Regions from separate parts of the Mus musculus genome. Here regions 1 and 2 are each linked to region 3. A link is a contact called in public Hi-C data. All regions are on one chromosome and are shown on one strand. Each heading gives the region's core, a stretch centred on a gene start, on an enhancer-like site or on the middle of the called end of the contact. The rest is flanking DNA. Distances are from core to core; before and after follow the strand shown.

The links. Hi-C and Micro-C count contacts between places; a contact is called where the count stands out from the background.
Region 1: a Hi-C map of Th1 cells shows a contact between it and region 3, with 2.4 times the contacts expected there. The contact joins two enhancer-like sites.
Region 2: a Hi-C map of Th1 cells shows a contact between it and region 3, with 2.3 times the contacts expected there. The contact joins the promoter of Siah3 here to the enhancer-like site in region 3. A contact is called at or near these places in 4 of 39 promoter capture datasets (cranial neural crest, embryonic stem cells and stem cell-derived epiblast-like cells), 5 of 484 Hi-C or Micro-C datasets (B cells, CD4 T cells, CD8 T cells and 2 more) and 1 of 115 datasets of contacts at active chromatin or transcription factors (effector CD8 T cells).

Annotation. Positions count from the first base shown.
Region 1 is chr14:75,504,601-75,507,821 of GRCm38.p6, reverse strand. All of the region lies in intron 1 of Siah3 (siah E3 ubiquitin protein ligase family member 3), which reads right to left. Among named protein-coding and RNA genes, the nearest start is that of Gm35966, 20 kb to the left of the region's middle. Within about 2 kb of position 1,426, at least 33 of the 459 cell types and tissues checked have an H3K27ac peak or open chromatin away from gene starts, as enhancers often do. A contact at or near this core is called in Th1 cells, where this site is marked.
Region 2 is chr14:75,454,163-75,457,393 of GRCm38.p6, reverse strand. Siah3 (siah E3 ubiquitin protein ligase family member 3) reads right to left here and starts at 1,412. Exons shown (of 2, transcript NM_001128093.1): 1 at 1,204-1,412. The coding sequence starts at 1,338. It overlaps Gm41212 (a long non-coding RNA gene), which reads left to right. Exons shown (of 2, transcript XR_874827.2): 1 at 1-802.
Region 3 is chr14:75,068,375-75,071,569 of GRCm38.p6, reverse strand. No RefSeq gene overlaps it. Among named protein-coding and RNA genes, the nearest start is that of Rubcnl, 54 kb to the right of the region's middle. Within about 2 kb of position 1,844, at least 123 of the 459 cell types and tissues checked have an H3K27ac peak or open chromatin away from gene starts, as enhancers often do. A contact at or near this core is called in B cells, CD8 T cells, Th1 cells and 2 more, where this site is marked.

The DNA of each region.
Region 1 (3,221 bases), core at 177-2,676, 440 kb before region 3:
AACAAAGAGCCATGCTATTACACACACACACACACACACACACACACACACACACACACACACACACATCCTGTCCTCCAATGCAGGCTTAAGTTCAAATAACCACTTTAGGCTTTCATAAGAATTTATCCTTAAAATGGGATATGTGCCCTGTTATCAAAAGTGGATGTGAAATCAGGGATGTAGAATAGAAAGAAAATTGATTTTTGAAGTCATACTAATATAGGTATGAATCCTGGACTCTTTAATTAACCTCTTCATGCTTCTGATTCCTGATTTACAAAGTGGGAATTATAAGATTGCACAGAGTGTGGGGAAGGACTGAGTGAGATTCAGAGAACGTTGTGTCACACTAGAGACCAAAGTAAGAAAGCCACAGCTGGTTGATTGGGGCAGAGCTGATGACATGCTCTTTCCATAATTTCTAGAATTATACCCTAAAGTAGAGGAGATAATTAATCATGAATGCCCTTCCTAAATATCCTTTAAAGACTCTTCATAATTTCAGCTGGGATTAATATTGTCATCAGCTAAAGTCTTCCAATGAGTATGTCCACCTGACCACTAGACAGTGCATCCTGGCTACAATGAGCAGAACAAGCCTAGCAGTCCTGATCACAGGGCACATATCCCACTATAAGGATAAATTCTTAAGAAAGCCTAAAGTGGTTATTTGAACTTAAGCCTGCATTGGAGGAAAAGGTTTGTGTGTGTGTGTGTGTGTGTGTGTGTGTGTGTGTGTGTGTGTGTGTGAAATAGCATGGCCCTGTAATGAAATTTGTAATTCACAAATGAAAGCTCTACCACCACCCTCATCACCACCCTCACCACTACCACCATAACCAACACCCTCACCACTACCCTTGTCATGGTCATCATTACCATTGTCAAGCATTTGTTTAAGGCAAGGCTGCTTTGCCAGTTCAGAGAAGCCTATGAACAAATCGGGCTATTCATCCTCGCATAACCCTCCTCAGCTATCTCTTCCTTGAGTGTTTCTCCTTCAGGGCTCTTGAACAGAAAAATGGGGGAGAGGTGTATGTGTGGCTATTGTCTCCAGGTCACTGATAAATGGGACTAACTGGATTAAGAATTTAGGTCTTTCACCTTCCCCGTTCCTTTGGCTCCTCTGTTGGAGGTTCTATCTGGTTGCCTGTGACATTAATACCTAGCTGGGGGATGGGAATAAGGGCCTGAGAGTCACACTTGGATGAGAACAATGGAGACCAAGAACCTTGTAGGTCAGTTCTAGAGAGCCATAGGACCTGGAAAGTTGGAAGACAGGCACTGAAGAAGCCCACAGCCCTGCCGGCGAGAGTACAGACCTTGTCTTGTGGTCCTAGAGCCAGAAAGTTCCTTTCTGAGACTAGTCTAAAGGGCTCAGCTCAGGAAATAAACACCTCACTGCAGAAGTGGCTCCCCTCACCCCAACCCGAGGAACTGTGCATCCTCAAAGAGCTACTGATAGCATCAAGCATCCTTGTAAGTGAGGTGGGGCAGGTGTTTTATTAAGTCTAGATCTTTGCCAGATGCTAGGTGCATATTTAATAAAAATCAGGCTTCAGGGAGGTAGGAAGGGAGAAGGGGAAATTGCTGCCCTCTGGGCTTGGGAGCTTAGCCATCCATCCAGTCCCAAGTAACTCATTCATCTGCTGCTCATCTTTGAGTTATTACAGTTGCGATGTGTCTCTAAGGGACAAGTTTATTAGTGTTTAAGATAATTAGTTGGTGCGACTTCAAGGCAATTCAAATTGTCCCCATATAGTTATTTCTTCCCAGAATCCACCATGGCTCATTTCCACCTTGGTCTATTTTGTCCTCCCTATTGGAGAGTGTTCATTTTCTATGCAGTTTCTAGACTCCAAAAAGGCCTGCTCTCTTAATTAGAGATGAAGTCCTCAGTCTCTAGTTCAGCCTTCTCAAGGCTGAAGTTCTTTGTCTTGTATGACAACCTGCACCTGAGTTCCCTAGGATCATCCAGGACAGCTGGCTTACTTCCTTTCTCTCCACCTCATACCTAAGGGAATCAGTGGAGTGGAGGACACATCTACAGCTCACCCCATCCCAAAGTTCACACGTGTGTAAATCACATATAGCAATCCTAGCAGTTTCACAAGCACCAGAAAGCCCCTTTCACTAACTACTCTGTGAGCTAGACCCACAGTCCTCAACCCTGTGCAGTGCGCACACAGATCACCTATACAACTTTGTTAAAATGCAAACGTGGCCTCTGAGGGGAGTCTGGGCTAGCTCTCAGGAAAGTTGGAGCTTGAAGGGTGGGTAAGAGGGTCACTCACTCCCTTGACCACTTGGTCAGACCTGGGAGTCCCTTCTCACCTCACAAAAGCCCCCGAAATCCTTGTAGGGGTCAAGGAGAAGGTTCTAAAAGACTTCAGCCTTCCCCCTGTATGTCTTTGATTCTTTAACGACCTCTAAGTCCCACTAGGCTCCATTGTCCCTTTACAATAGAGGTAATGGGGCTGTACTCCAGTTGGATAGCTGCCTGATTAGTAGTCACACCGAGCCCGGCAGACAGCTGGTAAAGCAGGAATGCACAGGGGGACTGGGAGAGCAGAGCCTTGAGGGAATTCTTATCCACAGAATAGGAAGTTCCTTAATCTCGTTCCTTCTCACAGTATTTAAATTCATTTGTTAGTAAAGAACTTAGCTTTAATTAATAAATTATCCATTTTTATAGCTGCTCATAATTTTCTACTATTTAGCTTAATGAGGTTTTCATGTGCAATTCCAAAGCAGCTTCTCTTACCTCTCTCTCTCTCTCTCTCTCTCTCTCTCTCTCTCTCTCTCTCTCATTCTCTCTTTCTCTATTTTTAAGTAAGAAGACACAAATACATGTGTTTTTCTTCTGGGCCTACTGGTTTTCATACCCCTCTATAATAAGCCTATCCTTCCCTCCTCCCCTCCCTTCCTTCTTCTATCCATCAATCTTTCATCCATCAGTCCCTCTCTCCATCTGTCCATCCATCCCTTTGTCCCTTCCTCCCTCCACCCCTCTCTCCATCCATCCATCCATCCATTCCTGGGCATTTATGTTGAGGTTTGTGAAATCCTGGGGATAAGACAGTGAACAAAGCAAGTGTGTGTGTTTCCTCTTCTCTAAGAGGTTACTTTTCTCAAAGGGAAGGAAAATATTTTCACTTGAGAGAGGAAGGTCAAAGGTTATCTTGGTCAGGTTCTGGCAGCGGGTTGTGCTGATAATT
Region 2 (3,231 bases), core at 163-2,662, 390 kb before region 3:
CAGCTTCGGTCTCCAGGAGACAGTCCCACACTCAGTTGCAGACACAGCCCCTCCCCCTGTCCCTCAGTCTCCCAGTACAGTGAAGGTAGGCAAGCAAGCGGCAATCTAATCTAGAGTCCTGCGTTTTAGTTGATTTTCAGACCATTCCACCTCCAGGGAGTTCAGTTGCGCTGTCCCAGCATGCCCTTTCCCCACTCCCCACCTCCCCGGCATCCCTAGGCAGTGTCTCTTCATTAATTTCCTCATCTGCACCCTGACATGGAGAGGTCCTTCTGGCCCTGCATTTTGGCTTAGAACATTGACGTGAAGGGATGAACACGGTGAAAGCAGCACCGAGCGAGCAGGTGAGGCAGCCACTGGCAGGCAGCTCAGCAGCCAGCCGCCTGCAGGCTCCAGGCAGCCGCTGCAGCTCCTAGCTGGTTTCATTATTACACAATTGAAGCGAAGCCCTCCTCTGACTGCTCTCAGAGGAGGCTCACATCTCCTTGGCAGGAGGGAAAGGAGCTAAACTCCTCCCAGCAACTCAGACAGACAGACAGACAGACACAGACAGACAGTCTCTCTCTCTCTCTCTCTCTCTCTCTCTCTCTCTCTCTCTCTCTCTCACACACACACACACACACACACACACACACACACACACACACACACTTTGACACAGTTTGAGGACAAGGGCTAACTCTTGCAGAAACGGCCCCTTGCCAACTCCCGGGTCCTGTATCAGAGCTCCCCAGTCCTGAAGCTACTTCTGCACAGCCAAATCCTTGCATTGCACTGACCGGCGGGACAGACAGCAATTTGGGTAACTTTTCAGATTTTTTTTGTTCTCCTCGGCACTGGCCCACAAATGCTTGGGAGGGAGGTAAGGACACCTCTACCCTTCTCTTCCCTTCACCCTCCCTTTTGCCCCTCCCCCTGCCCCCTCTGCCCCTCCACCCCCGACTCCCCTGACTCCCCTCGGAGGACCGTGTGAGGAAGACACTATATGCCTGCTCTTCTGGTTGCTTGCCAGTCCAGAAAACACCACACAGTCACAGTAACAGCACCAAGCTATCCAGAGAGCGAGCATGAGGCAAGCATCCCCTGAGACCCCGGGATCCTAGCACCAGCAAACTGCCTGCATGAGCTCCCTGATAGAAGTCTCCTGAGAAAAGGCTAGAGCCCCCGCGGAGATGGCAGAAAGCACGAGAGGAAGCGACTCACCTTTAGGTTGTGCGTGGGGTTGACCACACAGACAAGTTGCCCAGCAGCAGAGAAAACCCGTTTAGCCTTGTAGTGCTGAAACCGGAGGTGAATGAGATCCAACACAGCCCCAAAGCACTGTGTAAAGAAAAGCATCACAACTTTTGGGGGGTTGTTGACACAGGAAGGCAGCGGAGGAAGCTGTAAGTCCTTGGGCTCTGAATGGAGCACAGCCTCGGAGACTCTCCGTTCCAGCCCGGCTTAGCGCGCCTTCATATTCATCATCAAAATAAGACGGTTAGAATCTTGCAGCAGCGAGGCAGCCAATCAAAAGGACAGAAATGTTATCCTTGAGGTTCAGAGACAGCCAATAACAAATACCTCCCCTACTGAAACTCCCTGATGAATTGAGCCTGGCGGAGAATGTATTATTGAACATTACCATAGATCAGCACACTGCATTTATCTTGTGATTACAGCCAACCATACATAATGCTGGGGAGATAGGCTGACAAAATTGATTGCTTAATGTGTCTCCATTTATTAATTGACTTAATTTAACATGAGAGCCTTTCTTAGTGCCCTGAACAAAACCCCCATCCAAAAAAGGAAAAAAATATAAAACATTTCCACCTCCAAACAGGAAAGCTTTGTGCTCCAACAGGCAGATGGGGTCGTCAGCTTGTGGCTCTACTCACGGAGCTGCCTGGAGAAAATCAAATACTACAAGATACTGATTCAAGATAAGAATTTGGCAGCCGCAGAAATGTGTATCTTTCAGTCTTATGCTCTGACTCTCTGCAATTTGGACTGTAGCCTCTTGATAAATCTAAACTCACTGTTCTTTAAGAAAAAAAGAATCCGACAGATGAATTTGGAATTGAGGAGGGACATGCATATAGTATATATATTTCAAAATACAGTAATCACTGAACTCTCTTTTATTAAAGCATAAAGATGCACAGAGCACGCTTCTAAAAATAATGAAATCCCTGATGCACGAACACACACACATAGAAAAACCTACAGGGGGAAGAAAGTGGATTGTACATCAGCAGAATAATTACAGATGCAGAGAACCTAGGCTTGTCACTCATTTGCATATTTGTGGGCAGCAAATTGCTAATTAACCAGTAGATTGTTGGAGACATTAAAATAGAGATTAGGAATACACACAGCACAACACTTGTTTGTCTGAATGCCAGCAGCAGCAGCAGCAGCAACAGCAGCAGCGCAGATAGGCAGAGACCAGTCTAGTCAGTAGCTGCCACAGAGCACTGCCAACCCCGTGCCGGGGCAGGCTCTGAGGCCACCCACAGGGTCCTGAAGGACAGCTCCTAAAGGCTTTGGGCTTGCAGGGAATAAGTTCCATGGTTTATTTAGTCTCTGCCACGAAAGCCCAAGAACTGGGAATAGTGAGTTTTAGTTCTTTGGCTGCTTCTACACTGAGTGGTCAGATAGACTGAGCTGAAGCCATTGGTATGAGGCTGTGGCTCCTTCCTGGACCCTCACACACGTCTCCAGGATATCTACAAACACAGTCAAGCAGCACAAAATTGTAAACTTGCTTGAAGCATCGTGAGACTAAAACAAAACAAAACAAAACAAAACACACACACACAACACTCTACCTCACTGTTGACAGTATGAACTTTGTACATGACAACATCTGTCTTGATGACAAAAAGTCACATGTGTTGGTGTCACAGGGCCCACACTGCAAGAGATATAAACTCTGATGACAAGACACCCAAGTCTGTGACCCGGTTGGGCACTTAGGATAAGAACACAGTAAAATACAGCAGAAAAGAAGGTGCCCAGGTTTAGGAAAGCCAAGCAGAGTCTGGGTTGATTTTAACTTGATTTTAAAAAAATCAAATCAAATCTAGAGCAGTGGTTCCCAATCTTCCTAATGCGGCGACCCTTTGACTCAGTTCCTCACATCATGGTGACCCCGCCGCCCCACCAACCATAACATTATTTTGTTGCTACTTTGTAACTGTTGTACATTGTAATGTAAATATCTGTATTTTCCAATGGTCTTAGGCA
Region 3 (3,195 bases), core at 595-3,094:
TCCACACTGACTACCGTTTTGACAAATCCCTTCCATCTCATCCCAATACCACAGCTTGGGGCCCCTCCATCTCTTGTTCTCCTTGGGTTCCTATCACGCAGTGTTTGCAGACTTCCCAAGTAGCCTTAGCTTCTTTCTGGTTCTTCGCCTCTCGGCAGGGCTGTCATGATCTCTCTTGACTCTCAATTTAAGATTGGACTGAGAAACGTCCAGGAGACTGATAAAGCACACCTCGGGCGGCGCCAGTGACGGCATTCCAGACATGTTTAGATCATGACTGCTCTGACAAGGGATGTATCAGACTCTCATACCATCGATGGTGCCGTTGGGAGGTGGTGAGCAGTGGGAGGTGAGGCGGAGCTGAAGGAAGCGGATCATGGGAGCCTGACCATTGGCGATAAGCTTGTCCTGGCACCTTCCCGCTCCTCCATGTTGCTTGCTTGGTTGCCTCGAGTTGAACAATTCTGCCCCACCACACTCTGTCACCACGAGCGCCAAAAACCTCAGAAAGTGTGAGTGAAATGAGGAATTCTTCTGTGTGGTAGTTTTATTTAGGTCACAGCAACACAAAGTCTGACTGGCACACTATCTAAACCACAGCCCATTCCATACCAGCCAGCCCCAAGCAATCAGGGTACCCTTTCATTAAGAACCAGCAAGGTTCCCATCTTCAAAGTCCTATGAAAACTAAACAGACCCAAATCCTAGTCTCAGCACAGTGCTCAGTGGGAGGCTGCTGAACACACTCTTGACACACAATTCCAGGTGCCTGAATGTTCCCTGGTCCTGAAGAAACACACTAGATTTATCCCCCTCCCTCAAAGGCATGTGTCATTCTCTTATTCAAAGAGATTCTTAATTTTTTATGACATTATCTCTAAATTGGACCCTGGCCTCTAATTTACATAATTTTCAGACATCTCAGGAAATCTATTTAAAAATCCAATGGGAATTGAGTGGGCGACGGGCTCCAAGGCATAGGTAGCCAAGCCTCCCTGGCTGTAACAGTTTTCTGGTTCACTGGCAGACAGGGCTCCAGGCCTCTGCGCCGACACACTGTAGCAAATTTCAACTAGAAAGACCTTTGATACTTTTTCATCAAAAATCATACCTAAGGATTGGCGGATGCTACCTGCTTCTCTCGCCACTCAGTGAAACACTTCAAGCTCACATCTCTGTTTTACAGGTAACTTTATCAAGTAAGGAAACAGCAGACCCTGAACAGCAAGATAACAGAGCGATACATAGAAGTGTGGTTGAGCCTCTGTTACAGAACGCTGGTTTCTTTCCGCAAACCTTTTGACCCCTCCAAGTTGTACCTTAGAAGGTGACATTATTCCCCTTCCCATCCTACTGAGCCTCCAAACTGAGTCGAATCTTGGAAAATATTGACTGATCCATTATGGAGGAAACAGTATCTCCATGTGGCTACTGGAATTTTTCTTATATTCAACTCCATTTTCTGGTAGCTTAACTTTATAAACTTTTTAAATTTTATGAAGCATAAATACAGCATGAATCCCACTAAGACATGACATCCTCTACTTGGGGCTGGCCTACATGGTTTGTCTTGAGGGGGAGGGGAGGGGACAAAAAGGGAGGGGAGGGGACAAAATGGGAGGAGAGGGGAGGGGAAAGGTTTTAAAGAAAGGGAAACCTTAATGTACCAATCCTTCCTCCTCCTGTGGCTTGTTGCAGAAAAGGGAACCCTCTGGTAGGCCCTGAGAAACTGGACAGTCGTTGGCTCTCCTCAACCTTCCTTACCGAGATACTGCCTCCGAGAACAGACATAGGTGACAGGAAACATGTGGGCTTGCATGTGTCAGAACTAGCTTGAGTCTTGCAGGTCTGTATGGTTGTCCTAGTGCAAGCCACAGTATTGTGTCCCAGCCATGACAGTAACTGTGTGAACCTCCATAAATAGTCACCAAAACCCAACACTTAAGTTTATTCTGAAGAAAGCAGGTCCACCAGTCAGGGGCTGAGCTCCCCACTACAGAGGGTCTGCTGTTCCCCTCCCCCCTTGCCATGCCGTTCTTAGGGCTTCCGCAAGTTGCATCAAGCAGGATGACTGATGGGTGTTGCAAGCAGTAGAAACCACAGTCTGCCAACCCCCGTGGCCCCTCCCTGCTGCCCTCCCTCAACCCTTTCCTGGCAAATAATATCTAATATCTGGTGCAGCACAAAAGATCAATGCCTTCTGCAACGATTGTGTCTCTAAAATTAGTGATCGGGCAAGGGAAGAAAAAAAAATCAAATTCCCAGCTCTTTTAGACTACATTTGAATTGTAAGTGCCATGGTCATCAAATGCAAACTATCATCTTTGGGTCCATCTGTAAACAGAACACCTTAAAGGAGGAAACAGCAGGCTAGGAGGAAGACACTGCAGAAGCAGCCTTCCTGCTTTGACCAGCTTGTTTTTCCAGAAGATTCTGCCAGTGAATACCATAACACTACCAAGGGGCTCTCCAAGGGGCGTGTCTTGAAAAGGCGATGAAGCAGCTGCTCTGCGAAGGCAGTCACACACTCAGATGGCAGGAGTTTCCTGTTGCTGCTGTAACAACCACAAACCAGTGGCTTCGAATGAATCACGACCTTAGCAGCTCACAACTCCGAAGCTCCGAAGCTTGAAATGGGGGTCTTGGGGTTAATGCTGGTGGGTTAGTGCTGGTGGTGGCTTCCCTACTGCATGGTCAGCTGACCAGAAATGTTAATTCAACCAGGAACTCCAGTTCCGTCAATTGCGGGTTGCATGACCTCAGCGCATGCTCCAGGGATTTGGATGTAGGTGTAGGGTGAGTTTGGGGTGGGAGCCCTTTCTGTCTGCCACAGAGGGACACTTTAGCCTTCACCCTCGCCCTCCACACCACCCTCTACTCCTCGCATACCTCACCATTGACGCCACCCCCACACCACGCCTCTTCACCCTCCACCCTCACCCACTCTCCACCCGACCCGTGTCGTCCCCCCCCCCCCTTCCTCCACACCATACTTCCTTCCCAAGGCAACCTGGCTGTTTTGGCAACATCTCTACTTCAGATGGAGCCTATAGGTGGCTCATCGGGGCCCCCTGCTGAAATGCATCTTCTCTGGGGCATTTCAGGGGTGGTCAGGATGTCGACTGAGGGCAGCTAACCTCTGCTTCACGAAGAAGCATCACAACCACGACTAACAGGGATTTAGTTCCTGCGGCA